2 separate regions of the Callithrix jacchus genome follow, and region 2 is linked to region 1. The links are chromatin contacts, called in public Hi-C maps. All regions are on one chromosome and are shown on one strand. Each heading gives the region's core, a stretch centred on a gene start, on an enhancer-like site or on the middle of the called end of the contact. The rest is flanking DNA. Distances are from core to core; before and after follow the strand shown.

The links. Hi-C and Micro-C count contacts between places; a contact is called where the count stands out from the background.
Region 2: a contact with region 1 is called in a Hi-C map of skeletal muscle, with 4 times the contacts expected there. The contact joins the promoter of HOXC8 here to the promoter of SMUG1 in region 1. A contact is called at or near these places in 2 of 3 Hi-C or Micro-C datasets (induced pluripotent stem cells and skeletal muscle).

The regions. Positions count from the first base shown.
Region 1 is chr9:65,364,125-65,369,660 of calJac240_pri, forward strand. SMUG1 (single-strand-selective monofunctional uracil-DNA glycosylase 1) reads left to right here and starts at 1,612. Exons shown (of 3, transcript XM_054238471.2): 1 at 1,612-1,871.
Region 2 is chr9:65,549,187-65,554,204 of calJac240_pri, forward strand. HOXC8 (homeobox C8) reads right to left here and starts at 3,414. Exons shown (of 2, transcript XM_078336507.1): 1 at 1-3,414. The region is part of intron 1 of HOXC4 (homeobox C4); the gene reads right to left.

The DNA.
Region 1 (5,536 bases), core at 362-2,861:
CTGGTAAAAATTAAAGCTCAGGAAATTATGGGCTTCATGAGGTAGATGATTAATTCCGTTTCCAAAATCTTGCAAGGGTCAGGGTAGTTTCTCACTACGGATGTCAGAAGGTCACTGCTCACAGCTCCCTGAAGCTCCTACTGCATCCATTACGTTTTTGTTGATAGGAGATCAGAGAAGTCTTGGGAAGGGGCTCGCATCCTTGTTCTCTCACTTCTTCCTGTTCTGGGGTTTACAGGCCTCCTTCTCTACCACTCACAGGGAGACCTTGCCTCTGTGATTAGAGCCTTGGCTGTGCTCAGGTGGGGTGGGAGGAATATAGAAGATAACTAGCCTTAGGGGCTTCCCAGTCTAATGAAAGTTTTAGAGTCAGAACACAGAACCAGATCCAGATAGACAAGAACAAAACTAGGAATAGGACAGCTTTGGACATAGATATTGGGATCCAGGAGTTGGGGGAAATGGACTGTTAGGTGCAACCATGGGATTAGGATTGATCGGGGAAGGGTTCCTGGACAAACTATTTGAGGAAGAAGATTTGGAAGGATGAGTGCTGGCTAACTTCATGTGTCTACTTGAGTGGGCTAAGGGACACGCAGATAGCTGGTAAAACATTATTTCTGAATATGTCTGTGAGAGTGTTTCCGGAAGAGATTCACATTTGAATTGGTAGACTGAGTTAAGAAGGTCGCCCTCATTAATGTGGGTGGGCACCATCCAACCCCTTGGGGGTCCAGTAGAACAAAAGGGTGAAGGAAGGCAAATTCTCTTTCTTCGTGAGCTGAGACATACCTGCCTTTGGACATTATTGGAGTTCCTGGTTCTTGGTCCTTCAGGCTCTGGGATTTAGCAGTGAGCTCCCTCCCCTGCTTTGGACTTGCCTGAATTATACCACTTGTCTTCCTGGTTCTCCAGTTTATAGACTTCAGAGGAGGAGACTGTGAGACTTCTGGGCCTCCACAATCCTGTGAGTCAATTCTTGCAATAAATCTCCTCATGTTGATAGATAGATATCCTGTTGTTTCTTTGGAAAACTCTAATACTGACGTTATAGGGCTGGGCAGATAGCAAGGCAGAGGAAGAAGTCAAAATGGTGACGCTCTTGAGATGGGCTTGGACAGTAATGGGGGATGCTCCTTGCTAAAGAGTTGTTAGGAGCTAGCAGAAATGCCTTCATGGATGTTCTATATACAGTAATGGCGGGCTGCAAAGGAGAGGTCTCATAACCAGGGCAGCAGAGGACCTCCAAATGATCTTTAGCTATTATTAACACACTCAGGTGGGTGAGGGGTTGGGGATGGTTGAAACTTCCTGATTTGCAATCTCTTTGGGAAAAATGTGAATGAACTTTTGGAAGGTTCTAATCCCCTTAGGAATAGAACCCAGGATTTTCCAGGTCCTTATAGACTCTGGCCTCTCGCTTCTCAGCACTTCTTAACGCTGACGTAAAGAATAAACTACAATTCCCAGCGATATTTAGAGCTGATTTAGGGCGTTTTCCGGGATTTGAGCATTTCCGGCGGAAGTGGCTGCGGGTACTCCAATCCCTTCCCTAAACAATGTAGACTACGACTCCCACTGTCCTTAGCGCCGGGGTTGGGTTGGGGGAAAGGAACCGGAAACAGGATGGGGAGCTGGACCAGGTGAGGAAGTAGGAGGCTGGGAATCTGGGTTTGTAGAGGCAGGTTCAGGGCTCCCAGGGTCATCGAGACTGAGCCGAGAGAGTAGTCAGAATGTCTGGGTTTTGGGGTCTTTCTCGTCGTGTGGGGTTAGACTCAGTGCAGGGAGAGCCCAGCTTATGGAACTGCCTGGGAGGTCTGCAGGATCGAGGCTTTCCAGTTGGCTGGAGACAGCGGAGGGCGCCGGCGGAGGTTTTGTATGGTGTCTTAGTAGTCGTTGGTCCCTTCGGAACCAGATGAAATGGTCTTTTTGAGTTTATGCTTATTTATTTATTTATTTATTTTTGAGATGGAATCTGTTCTGTCGCCCAGGCTGGAGTGCAATAGTGCGATCTCGGTTCCCGGGTTTCCCCGCCTCCCGGGTTCAAGCGATTCTCCTGCCTCAGCCTACTGAGTAGCTGGGATTACAGGTGCGCGCCTCCACGCCCGGAAAATTTTTGTATTTTTAGTAGAGACTGGGTTTCACCAAGTTGGCCAGGCTGGTTTTGAGTTCCTGACCTCAAGTGATCCGCCTGCCTCGGCCTCCCAAAGTGCTGGGATTACAGGCGTGAGCCACCGCGCCTGGCCTATGCCTTATTATAATTATTATGTTATTTAGTTTAAGGATATTTCTTATTGTCCCTTGGACTCCCAAAGTGCCTCCAGGGGACAGGGAAGTGCATCGTGTGTCTTCAGATCATTCCTGACTTCCTGGATTTGATGTCAGAGAAGTCTGACATCAGCCTGAAGTCTGGCCTTGGTGGCCAGGGTTATCGATGAGTCAAACTACACTGCCTTTGCGCTTAATGTCATATGATACCATATTTTGTAAAATAATCTTTTTATTTATTTATTATTTTGAGATGGAGTCTTTCTTGCTCCGTCGCCAGGCTGGAGTGCAGTGGCGCGATGCTGGCTCACTGCGACTTCTGTTTTCTGGTTTCAAGCAATTCTGCCTCAGCCTCCCGAATACCTGGGACTACAGGCATGCACCACCACTCCCAGTGAATTTTTTGTATTTTTGGTAGAAACGGAATTTCATCATGTTGGCCAGGATGGTCTTGCTCTCTTGACCTCGTGATCCGCCTGTCTCAGCCTCCCAAAGTGCTGGGATTACAGGCGTGAGCCACCACGCCCGGCAATATCTACATTTCTTAAGCCTCTGGCTCTTGGGGCTACTTTGGGTAGAACTGACATGTTCCTCCTTTGGGTTCTCCTAGTGTTGTATTAAAGCTCACATCACACTGTATTATAGTTAGTTTGTCTGCCCTTTCACAGCAGTTTATGAGCTTACAAAAAGCCTGGTCTACATTTTACTCATTTTGGATTTCTTCCTCACCAAGAGACTGCTGCAGTGCTTGTCATGTAAGACACTCATAAGTATTGAAAAAAATAAATGAGTTAACAGCTGGTGGTAGGTTAGATGGAATATGTGATTTACATAGAGGAGAGAGTTAAATGAGTTGCCCAAGAGAATCTTCTTAGAGATGAAACAAGAGTGGAGTTCAAGTCAATTGACTTCTAGCCTGTGGCTGTTGCTATGAGATCAGGCTTTGAAATTATGGGACAATGAAAATAAGGTTTTGTCACTCTTTTGTGTATTCCCTGGCCTTGCAGTCTCCAACACAGGTCTGGAAATGCCAAAGGTAGGCTCAAGACTTCTCTTGAGATTCTAGAGTTGGAACAGCCAATCTGCCAATGTTGGTGCTGCATGGGAGATGCAAAGCAAGGTCCTCTGAAACACTGTTGTTCTCCACAGCTCCTTTCTCAGCTTTTGTGTGAGCCCAGTTTGTCCTGGGTAGCCACCTGGACAGATCAGTTAACACTACTGAGATCAGTTAGGGAAGGACTTCCTAAGTTTGGCCTCTGATTTTTTTTCTCTCCCACTTCCCCAAGGCTAGGGTGAGAAAAATAGGTTGATCAAGCTGTTGTGTCAACCTTGAGCTCTCTTCTGGAGGAAGAGGTCACTCCTGACCCAGGCAGAAAGTTGAGAGGAAGGAATGACAATGGTACTAGTCACATGGGAGACCCAGATGTGATGGCCACACCAGAGCCTGGAAAACAAGCAGAGTGCAAAGAGGGCAGCTGAGCTTTGAGTGAACTCAGGAAATAGAAGTGGAGAAGGATCCATCAGGAGTGGCTCTTTAAAGGTGTTTTTTTTTGAGACGAAGTTTCACTCTTGTTACCCAGGCTGGAGTGCTGTGACACGATCTTGGCTCACTGCAACCTCTGCCTCCTGGGTTCAAGCAATTCTCCTGCCTCAGCCTCCCGAGTAGCTGGGACTACAGGCGTGCGCCACCATGCCCAGCTAATTTTTGTATTTTTAGTAGAGACGGGGTTTCACCTTGTTGACCAAGATGGTCTCAATCTTTTGACCTAGTGATCCACCTGCCTTGGCCTCCCAAAGTGCTGGGATTATAGGCATGAGCCACCGCGCCCGGCCAAAAGGTGGTTTTTTTAATCTTTATTTTTTAGAGGTGGGGTCTCACTTTGTCAGCCAGGCTGGTCTTGAACTCCTGGCTTCAAGCACTTCTACCTCGGCCTCCCAAAGTGCTGGGATTATAGGCATGAGCCATTGCGCCTAGCTCAGAGGGTACTTTTAAACAAAAGTGAAAAAGAAATGGACATTGCTGAGCAGGTGTTTGTTGTGTACCTACCTAATAAGGGCCAAGACCTTGGGCTTATGGAGGGAGATTGATCAGAGCCTGGCTCTTGATCTGCCCAATTTAGCTGGGGAGGCAAAATGAATTCATCAAGATGATGCTAACTATGGCGACACACAGTAGTTCTCAGCCTTCTCCAACCATCAGAATCACCCTGGGAAGTGTGTTTAAAATACAGATTCCCAGGCCTCACACCAGACCTACTTGTGTTGGGGGTGGGGTTGGGACACTATGGCAAATGCTGCAGTGTTCTGAGGAGGGAAGACTTTATCAAAGGGATGGTTTGAGCTGCATTTTGAAGGATGGGAGTGATTTGGATGTGGGGACAGGTGGGGGAATCACAGTTCTGGTTGACTAGATGACTGTTAGATGATGTCCCGGTTGACTTGAGGAGTATATTTGGTTGGATTGTAGAAATGGTATGTGCAAAGTTTTGGGAGTTGAGGTAGGAAAGGCATTTTGAAAATGTGAGTAGAATGGTCAGGTTGGAACACTGGGTTCAAATGGGAGTGCAGTGAAGGGATGGCCTTTGCAGTTTACAAAGCTTGCTGTCATGTTCCTCTCCCTCCCCTCTCCTTTCTCCCACCTCCCTTCTCTCTTGCCTTTCTTCTTCCTCTCCCATTTCTTCCTTTTCTCTCTTCACCTACACATCTCATTCCATCCTTATGTCAACATTATTAAGTGAATATTATTATTCTTTGTATTTGAAAGAGGGAACCTGAGGCTCTGGCCATGTGTGTAGCTTGTAAGATTCTATTAAGAGTCTGTAATCAGCCGGGCACGGTGGCTCATGCCTATAATCCCAGCACTTTGGGAGGCCGAGGCGGATGGATCACTAGGTCAAAAATCAAGACCATCCTGGTCAACATGGTGAAACCCCGTCTCTACTAAAAATACAAAAACTTAGCTGGGCATGGTGGCGCATGCTGTAGTCCCAGCTACTTGGGAGGCTGAGGTAGGAGAATTGTTTGAACCCAGGAGGCGGAGGTTGCGGTGAGCTGAGATTGCGCCATTGCACTTCAGCCTGGGTAATAAGAGCGAAACTCTTGTCTCAAAAAAAAAAAAAAAAAAGTCTGTAATCATCCTCCTCACTATTCCTGAGTGTGGGAAAGAAGCTAGGCTAGGGTTAGGGGGTTGTGGAATTAGCAGGGTGGCTGATCAGACCATCTAAGGGATGATGGTGTGGGTGGTTAAAGCATAGCCTGAGCCAGAGAG
Region 2 (5,018 bases), core at 2,164-4,663, 190 kb after region 1:
TAAGTCTGGAGACCTTGAAGAGGAACAAGTATACCTATCCCCAAACACTTCAGGCATCAGATCCTCCATTCCCTGGCCCCTCCCCAGGGTCCAAAGCTGTCCTGTCTGCCTTAGATCCTGGAGACTGGCTTGCTGCCTGCCATGGGGAAAAGAGAGGGTCAGAGGTGGTGGGGCTGGGGAAAACTTCAGACACTCAGTCAGGGCCACACTGCCCCTTCATATGCCAACCCCTGCATGGAGCAGGAAACCCAGGCACTGGCCACAAGCTTGGCTAGGGGCTCTGAGAGCAAAGCTGCTTAGGGAGACTGAAAGGAAAGGGCAGCTGTGTGTGCCTGGCTTCTGGCTGGGCTGATTCAGGACATTTCTTCTTAGGAGACTATTTGCATCTGACTTGGAGGGGACTGGAGCAGGCCTCTTACTTTCCCCACATACCCCCTTCCCATAGGAAATGCCAGCTCAGCCTGGTGGAGTTCCTGGTTTCACTGCAGCTCCCTCTTCCCCAGGCAGGCTGCCCAGGCCAGGATGTGGATGAAAACTGTCAACAGACACTCTTCAAATATTTATCCACATTTTCTCTGGGGGGCTCCCCCTATCCCCAAGACTGAATACATTTAAGTTAATTCTAATGAATTAAAGAACCTTAGTCCATCAGCACCCTTTTCTGGCCATAAGTGTGTACAGTGATTAACACAGACAGAGAGAAAAGGGAGAAAGTGAGAGTACATGCGTGCGGTGTGCATATGAATGAAAAACAGGAGTAAGAATGATTTTTCCAGTCCTCTCCCTCACTAGGGTGTCAGGTTGTTACACCCAGGCAATCCTGGTGCACATCAGGACACACACACACTGTGGCTGCTACTTCTCACCCTGAGACCCATCAAGTCCATGCTCAGTGTGAACTAGCGCACACATGCCTAGAAGCGTCCTTCTAGGATGTGCACATGTGCACACCCAGGCACACAGGCACATGATGTCTGACAAACACAGACACGTCTTTAGGTCTTTGCATTATGAAAAAAAAAAAATGCTACCTGTTTTTCTTCCACATCCTGGGGATTTCAGGGTTGGAGGAGGAAGGAGGTGGTTAGACAACCAGATCTTCTCCTTCCCCATCCGGATCCCAGCTCTGGAGATGGGAGAAGGAACGGCGGTTCAGGGAAGGATGGTTGAGAGAGAATGAACACCTCCCCCACACCCTCTATTATCTAAATAATTCCCGGGAAATGGCCACTTTCTGTCAAATTCCCAAAGGAGATTCACTGGTGCAGGCAGCAAGAGCTCCTTCCAGGATCCCCTGCATTTGGGGAATCTCACCCTCTTCTCAGTTAGGAGCTGCCCAAACTCTTAGACATCCAGAACTCTGGCACTGGAGCAGCAGGAGGGAAGGGTCAGAAGAGGGCTGTGCCAGGGCTGCAGACCTCCCTAAGGTCCAGAACAGCGGGGGTCAGGACAGGGCGTCTGTACGCCTACCACAGCTTGCTTCAGCCTTGGCTGCAGCCCTGCCTTTTCTGAGCCTGCTCTTCGGGTGCCGCGATGAGCAGAAGGGACTCTGGGCTCCCAGCATCTGGGTCACTGGGGACTGTCATAAATACTTTCTCTTCTCAGCCTGGAAAGAGGAGGCCCAGAGGGCTGGATCCGCTGTAGGGCCTGCGCCTTATCATTTAGGGGGTGGGGTGGGGGGATATTTAGACATTTTATGGTCCAGCGAAAACCCTGCCACAGAGCTATTCTTCCGGGCCTTTGTGTCTTGGAATGCGACTGTCCCGAGTGCGCTGCCACCACCGCCTGCCCGGAAAGCCCACCAGTCCCGCAACCCAGGCCGGACTTGGTTTCCCCTTTGGGGGGTCGCTCGCCCTTCTTTCATTTGTTTGTTTGTTTTCTTTTACACATTATCTGGTTTATTTCGTTCCCTGAGCCTGGAAATAAAGGAACCGAAAGCAGCCATCCTCGCCGAGGCCGTCTCTGTCCCTCTCCCCGAGGCCTGCACCGCCCTCATAGGTACCACGGATTTATGTTCGTTTGTACGGGTCATTCTGCCTTTTTGTGTTAATTACGCGCTGCCTGCTTCGCACTTGTCTCCTCCACAAAGCGATTATTTTTGATGCCTGCCCTCCTGAGCCTTCCGAGACCGCTGCCAGAGCGAGGGCCCATCTCCCGCTGCCACTCGCGAATTATTTACACCTCGCAGGTGAGAGAATCGATTTGCTCAGAGCCAGTGGGGCCGGGCCGGCCGAGGCGTGGGGCCTTCTCGCAGCCGCTGCGGGCCGGGCCTCAAATGTCAGTGCGGCCAGGGCGGCCCGGGGAACCGCCACCTCTAACATTGAGCAACAGCGCCACCTCGCGTCCATTTGCTCTAATGCAGTCCTGCTGGGAAAAAGCTAACAGAGGTCCCAGGCCTGGCCCAAAGGTGGGAAGTGGGAGGAAGGAGCCTGCAAAGGGGTGCGCAGGAGAAAGATTCCCCGGAAGGGAGTTGCCCCAGGACTGCTGTTCTTTTGTTTTCTAAGTTCTTTGAAATAAAACCTTGTGAAAGGTTCCACACTGTTTTCTTTTTTGTTACCCTCCCTTCTCCAATTAAGAGACACTAAGCAAAGCAACTGCCAGGATCTCCTCCCCCGGTTCAGGCGCATTTCTGGGCTTGAAACATCTCCGCGAAAGCGGATGCAAGCTCCGAGGCTCCCACGACCGCCTGCCCGCGGCGCGCACCCTAAAGTCCTCGCTCCTCTTACCCTGATGCTGGCCCCGCACCGCCTATTCCGCCGCTGCCTGCAGGACTTTGGGGTGGGACTCTGACTTCTCCAGGCTGTTTGACCCCTGGTTTGTAGCCCATCCCTCTCTCGCGCGCGCTCTCCACCTCTCCCTCTCAGCCAGTGAGGTCCTGTTCTCCGTGGGCCATAGACAAAACATTCCTATAATCCGATTTCAAAGGAAAGAGTGTCCACCTTATTTAAACCATAAAACAATTAAGCCCAGACGTCTAGCCAGCTCCGCGCTGCTGTTTTGTTCGGCCCCATTCAGAACCCAGAACAGGGAGACAAACAGCGCCATAAAAGTGGCATTTCGGGGCTGCGGAAATGTACCTATCCGCTGCCTTCCCAAGTGGAACAACCTTTAGGGTTTTGTGATTCTGACAAAGGAACAGAGGAGAGGTGGGAGGGGAAGATTAGGGTAGGAGGGCGTTTGCTAGCCTCTCTGTACCCCTAGCTTTCATTTCTTTCCCCAGATGGGTGTTGTGTTGTGTTAATTCGTAAATGATAGCGAATAAAAATTGGTTCCAATCCTGACCTGCAGGCTGGGCTGGGATTGAACAGTGGGCCGGGCCGGGTGGGCCTGCTCTGCATCCCATGCTCTCTTCAGGGTCCTCCAAGCCCGCGGCACTCCTTCCTGCCCGCAGTGAGGCCGGCTCAGGCCGGCTGCAGGAAGCAGGCCGCGCTGATGGACGCTGAGGGGAGGCGACAGGGCCTGGGAGCAGGGGCGGGGTGGAAGCCCGGAAACGCCGCTCTGGGGCTGGGAAAGAAGCCCGCATCCCGGCGCTCCCGACCAGGGGAGAGAGGGGTATCTTGGCCTCCACTGGGTGGGAAACAGGAGTCAGGGTTCCAGAACAGCAAAATAGCCAAAGAGAGGCGTGAGGAAGGAGATAAAACTAGAAGCAAAGCACCTTTCAAACGGATCAAAAAAACAATGCTTCTGGAAATGGGGAAGAGGTCTCCAAAGCTCGAAAGAGGAGCTGGTGCTTCAGCGACTGTGAATTCCCTTCTTTCGACTTGACTGCCCCCCAATATTATCGAGACAAAAATTTCACCCCTTCCTACCTTCCTCCATCCCCCTTAATTGGAGTGTTTAACAGGAGTAGAGGGTAGGAGATTCAAATGATTGGGAAGGGGCTGGTCCCTACAAGTGTCTCACCATCCTGTAAGGTGATGCTATGGGGGATCAGCTGGGGGTCCCCAATTATGTTCTTTCACAAGGTATCCCCCAAGTATTTAGAGCAACACCCTGCACCCTTGGCAGAATGGGCAGCTTGAGATATTAAAGAACTATATTTCAAGCAGTCTGATTTTAATAGTTTCCAGATTGGGGGATTTCCGAGAAAGGGGGCGCCGGGCCGAGGCATACCCAGCAGCTTGTGTCTGCTTCTGATTAGCAGAGGAAAACTGCTGGTTCTAGAAAGGCGCTCTGGGGTGCAGTGCAGCCGATCAGCCCCACCGGGCTGTTACACACACATCCCCACACCTTTGTGCTTCAGGTCCCAAAGCCACCAGGGAGCACCCCACTCCTAGCTAATCTCTGGCCAGTTTTCTTGGGCCTTGGGCTCACCATCCCCCAGAAATGCTGTAACTGCACAGCGTGACCCAGTCACCCCCAGACAAACATTCAAACTAAATACCAGAGTAGGGAAGATAGATTGGGAAGAAACGAACTAGGAAAAGGAGAGAGAGGAGCTGAGACTGCGTGGAGAAGGAGAAACTACATCTAATTCGGATTGTATTGGTTTTGCCATCTTCTCTTTCCTCCCTTCCTTCCTTCTTTCCTTTCCTACTATTCTTTCCTGTCTCCTTCCATGTCCCTTCTCTTCTCGCTCACTGTTTTTCTTCTTCTCCCACTGCAGCCCCCAGTCCCTGTCCTGCTCCCTGAGGCCTGCCTGGCCTTCCTCCTAGTCCCACACCCCCTCCCAGCCTTCATTCCCAGCCATCCCTGGAAGCACCAAAGCACCAATGCAGCCAGGCAAGAAGCCAGCCTGGGCCCTCACCCAGCACCCAACTTTCATCTTCACCTATCTCTTCCCTCCGATCTCATGTACTCATAAATTATTACAATTAATTACAGCCAGGGAAAGCCATTCATGCCGTGCCTCTCCCCCGCACTCCATCTAGCCATCAGGAAACTTGTAGGCAGCCAGCCGGGGCAAGCACTAGCTGGGCCTGGGCCTCAGCAGCCTCCACCCCGCCCCCAGAACCCCCCCCCACCCCTCCCTGACTGGAGACAAGTAGCAGGCATTTGCCCTTCCAAGGTAGAGGGAG